Linked DNA regions of Muntiacus reevesi: region 2 is linked to region 1. Evidence: chromatin contacts called from public Hi-C data. All regions are on one chromosome and are shown on one strand. Each heading gives the region's core, a stretch centred on a gene start, on an enhancer-like site or on the middle of the called end of the contact. The rest is flanking DNA. Distances are from core to core; before and after follow the strand shown. Region 1 holds the start of SIPA1L3 (signal induced proliferation associated 1 like 3). Region 2 holds the start of DPF1 (double PHD fingers 1).

Evidence for each region. Hi-C and Micro-C count contacts between places; a contact is called where the count stands out from the background.
Region 2: a Hi-C map of muscle shows a contact between it and region 1, with 7 times the contacts expected there. The contact joins the promoter of DPF1 here to the promoter of SIPA1L3 in region 1. A contact is called at or near these places in 2 of 3 Hi-C or Micro-C datasets (blood and muscle).

What each region holds. Positions count from the first base shown.
Region 1 is chr2:259,737,542-259,740,160 of mMunRee1.1, forward strand. SIPA1L3 (signal induced proliferation associated 1 like 3) reads left to right here and starts at 1,294. Exons shown (of 22, transcript XM_065926010.1): 1 at 1,294-1,732.
Region 2 is chr2:260,001,031-260,003,649 of mMunRee1.1, forward strand. It overlaps DPF1 (double PHD fingers 1), which reads right to left and starts at 1,300. Exons shown (of 12, transcript XM_065920571.1): 1 at 1,268-1,300. The coding sequence starts at 1,296.

The DNA.
Region 1 (2,619 bases), core at 44-2,543:
TCTGTACACACACAAGGATGTATGTGGAAAAAAACTACTTTTCTTACACAAATGTTAGTACGCTATATTGTTGTTTGATCACTAAATCATGTCAGATTCTTTTGCAATCCCATGGACTCTAGCCTATCAGGTTCCTCTGTCCATGGGATTTCCCAGGGAAGAATATTGGGGCCAGTTGCCATTTCCTTCTCCAGGGGATCTTTCAGACCCAGAGATTGAACCTGTGTATCCTACATTGGCAGGTGGATTCTTTACCGCTGAGCCACCAGGGAAGCCCAGGTGTTATACACTGCATTTTTCTCACTTAATAATCTTAAAGATTAACTCATATTAAAACATACACTTCTGTCTCATTTTTCAACAGTTGTCAGCTGCATGGTATTCCATTGTCCAGCTGAACTATCATTTATCTAATGTCCATTAATAGAAATTGGGCAGTTTCCAGCCTTTTGCTATAACCCATGTCACAAATGAATATTTTTGTTAATGCCTCACAGTTTAAAACTGAAGCAATGTAAACCTTTTTTTCATTAAACATAACTTTATTTTAGATATACTGGTTTAAATTATTAAAATTTCACCTGTTTAATTTTTTAATGTAAATTTTAAAGTTGCAGATTTGGCTTGCATTATACTTCTATTAGACAGTATTGCTTTAGATTATCACCTTCCGATGGTGGTCTGGACTTTGGTTCCTTGAGAGTAGGAACCGAATCTATCTTGATTTCTCCCCTGTCCTGATAATCACCCAAGCTGGCATGAAGTAGGTGCCTAATACATTTTTGTTGACTGAATGAGCAAATGAATCACCCTCTGCCCCTCTCCCAGGAATAGAAATATATACTTCCCAGTTCAGTCTCATTCAGCATCTTCTTGGAAGTAAGGAGATGGGAAGGGTATTGACTGGTTTTTCTTGACCAAAGAACCTTGCAATTCCAGCTAGTTCCTTCGGTAACCCCTTATTTAGTAGTAGGAACGCCAATAAAAAATGTCGGATCCTTGATTATGTCGGCATGTGGACTAAATTTTAACAAAATCTCCCCAGCCATAGGTACTCAACGAACACTGGTTACCCTAAGAATGTGCGATCAACGAATGAATGATAGGTAACATGGCTTCCAGGGCAACCCCATGGGTGGTGGTGAAGAGACTCCCGTCGAAGGCAGAGCTCCGGAGACTCCTACTACGGGGAGAGGCGACCAGACCGGAATCCCAACACATTCTGGCATCCCGGCTCTCCGCGTGGGAGGGAAGAAGGGCGTGTCCGCCTCCTCAAGGCTGGGGCCGCGCCTGTTACCTGCGACGACTGGGCTCCAGACAAGGGACGGGTACGGCGTGTGTGGCGGCACTCCGAAGCTATGTGAAGGGCCAGACCTAGAATAGGAGCGCCAGAGGAGCGACCTTGGGGATACTGCGGGAGGACTCGGCCAACAAAACGGTTAGCTCCCCAACCCCGCGCCCGGCGGACTGACCAAAGCAAGGGGAGTGAGCGCGCGTGCGCACTGGCGCGCGCCCGGCAGGAAAAAGCCCAGCGCGAGACCCCGCGCGCGCGCGCGTTCGAAAGGAGAAAAAAAGTCTTCCCCGCGGGGGCCCGCGGCAATTTAGGCCGGAGTTGGCCGGCGAGCGCGCGTGCGCGAGCGCGCATAGAAGCCTTTCTCCTCAGCTCCCCTCGGTTGGGGGTCTAGCGCTGTGTTCCGCTGCTCCCACTTCTCCAGAGGCTCGCGCCCTCGGGGTAAGTACCTCGCGCCTCGCGGAAAAGGAGAAAGAGGGTTTACTGAAGGAAGGGAGGAGGCGGATAGAGCTGGGAAAAAGGAAAAAACCGCCTTCGCAGAGCAAGGAACGCAGTCAACGGGTTGGAGTCCACAGAAGACACACCTCCATCCCTCACGCCCCTCGGGGCTGCGGAAGTACTCTGGAGACTCGAGCGGCACGGAGGCGACAGGTGGACTACCATTCCCAGAAGGCGGCGCGGTGCCGCGCCTACTGCTCCCGGCAGCACCTGCGCATCAGGCTTTTTTCAGTTTGCGGCCGCCTAGGGCGAAACTACAGTTCCCAGGAGGCCTCGCGCGAAGCGGCTTGGAAGTGGGCAGCCTGGAAGTCACTCGGGCCACTGGAGCTGGCGGCGTCTCCAGCAAGCGGCGCGGATCTGGACGCCGCGGTCGTGGGGCCCGCGGGGCGGGCAGCCGGGACACCCAGGTGTGTGGCTCTGGGTGCAGGGTTGGCCTTGTGCTAGGGTGGCGAGGAGTCGATGTCCAGTCGGACCCCGAGGGTCAGCGCGGGCGAGCTACTGGGCGGCCGGCCGGGTGTGGGCACCGGCTGTTGGGGGGCGGCGGCGGCACTCTCACCCCCCGGACCTGGCCGGATTCGTGCCCGCATGCTTCAACTTTCCAGACTAGCTACCGGCGCCGTTGCGGAAAAGCATGGTATGGGAGTCGGGTAGCGGTGGGTTCGCGTACGGACTCTGCCTCTCGGGAGGTGCAATCTAGGGAAACCGCGCCGAACCTCAGTTTCTCCTTTCGGTCAAACCGGGGAAGAATAGTGTCTGTCTTATGCTGGGAATTCTGTTGAGATGTTGAGATCCGATGAATAAAGCGTTTGGTACATAGAAGACACTTATTG
Region 2 (2,619 bases), core at 50-2,549, 260 kb after region 1:
ACTCCTCCAACCTCACCTCTCCCCTCCGGTGGGGACCCAGGAGCCCCCAACCCGGGACTCAAGCGGGCCTCGAGCCAAGGAGTGGATACAATATAGAAACAGATAAAGATACACCAGGACACATCCATTCAGGCACATATCCAAATGCACAACACAAATGTATCGCACAGTCACACAGGATTCACACACAAAGAGAGACATATCCCAAGACTCACAAAGGGAGAAACAGACACATCTCACATATGGGCACACACAAATATCTACTGAAAGACACAGATCTCGCAAGTTCCAGTGTAGAAACAGACAGATCACACACGTGTCCATGCACAAATATACATCACATATCCAGAGACACACAACATAAATAATCACCCACACAAAGACATACAACATGTAAACAGATTACACACCACACACTCACATTCACTCATGCATCCAAAGACACACACACAGGTACACAAATGTTAAGAGAAAAAATGTTAAACTACCCATATAGGCACTTACACACATATCCAAATACACAACACGGATCACATACAATTCAAATACACTATACAAAGAAATCTCACAGATTCACACAGGATACACACACACAGTCACAAAGATACACAATAATATAGAAACCAACATCTAAAATACCACATATTCAAATACACAAAGATACACATATACTCAGTGTAGAAACAAATCCACCCATATTCACACAAAAATTTGCACATAAATACAGGAATACCTACATATCCAAAGACACAGAACACAAATGATGCACAGTTTCAAAGGACATGCACACACACACACTCAAAGACTCAAATATCCAAAGATACCTAGAGTAGAATAAAAGAAATCAAATACACATCCACACACATATCCAAAAATAAAAAATAAAAAACACCAGAATCCGAACAAGTGACACACACTCCATATCCCAAGACAAAGGTACTGTGAGCTTCACTCAAGTTTACCAAGGTCCCCGCGCCCCTAGTCCATTTCACCCTCTCCCCAACCCCGGGGGTCTCAGGGCGGGACATGACCCCCTTTCCCGAAGAGGACTCGGAGTTCCGCACACTCTCCGCTCCTCCAGGAGCCGCGCGTCGGACACGGTTCTTGCCAGAGACCCACAGTCACACACACTCGCAACCCCGCGCAGCCCGGCCCACGGTGACAGCCCCCCAGACACCCCATCGGCCCCACCCCCAGCCGCCACACACACACACGCCCGCGCGACCCGCCCGCACGCCCTCCCCCACCTCCCGCCGGCCCGCAGCACCTCAGGGGGCCGGGGATGACCGTGGCCATCTTGCTCCCCGGGTCCTGCCCCCAGCAGGTCCCCGCCGGGCCGGTCCTCCCAGCGCTCGGGCGGGCGCTGAGGCCGCCCATCCATTCATTCCCGGGGGGCGGGAGCACCGGGGCCACAGCCAATCAGGGCGGCGGGGCGGGCCCGCCCGGGCCATGCTGGGAGTGGTAGTTCCCCGCCTGGGGCTGGCGGGACCCCACCGGGAAGCCGGTCAGAGGTGGGGCCCGAGGCACGCAGAGCCGCTCACGCACGCTCACCCGTGCACACCTCGGAGTCTCGCACATGGGTCTACACTCACGCATGCACACCTGGGCTCGCACACACCCACACACGGCGGCTTACACACACGTTCACACATATACTCACAGCCTCCCACGCAGACTCACGCACACTCCCTCTCCCACACCTTCGCACAGACTCGCATACATTTGCACTCACACAAACACTTGAGTGCCAAGAGACTTAGAGACACCGTACAGATGCCCACGCAAACGTCCCGCCAACGCACGGCTCCCTGACGCCGCCCCTGCCCCCAGTCCCTCCTAGCTCTAGAGAACCCTCTCGGTCCCGGTCTCTGGTCACCGTCCGGGCTGTCTCTCTCACGGGGACCACGCCCGACTCAACGCCTTCCCAGGCCCGACAGCAGCTGTGCTAGTTCGTTGTGTACTGTAGCCACACTTCCTGGGTTCAAATCCTGACTCTGCCACTCGGTGGCCATGTGACCCTGGGCAAATAATCTTTCTGGGAATCAGTTTCCTCATCTGTAAAATAAGGATGATGCCTCCTTGGATTATTGTGAGGATTACATGAGTAAGTACTGGGGTGTGCATGCGTTAAGTCGCTTCAGTGGTTTCTAACTCTTTATGACCCTGTGGACTGTAGCCCGCCAGGCTCCTCTGTCCCTGGGATTCTCCAGGCAAGAATACTGGAGTGGGTTGCCATACCTTCCTCTGGGGTATCTTCCCAACCCAGGGATTGAACTCTTTATGTCTCCTGCATTGGCAGGAGGGTTCTTTACCACTAGCGCCACCTGGGAAGCCCTTAAATATTGGTAAATTGCTTCAAAATCACCTAACGGTGACTTCACTGTTGGTCCAGTAGTTGACTCCGCACTCCCACTGCAGGGGGCACGGGTTGGTTGGGGAACAAAGATCCCTTAGGCCACGCAGTTTAGCAAACAAACAAACAAACAACAAACAAAACAAAAGGTACCTGGCAGGTAGTAGGTGTTCAATAAATTCATTCATTCCACAAAGAGGACCTGATGTGTACTGAGATGTGAAATGGTGATAGCTAACCATCATTAGAAAGAATAACGCTTGGCA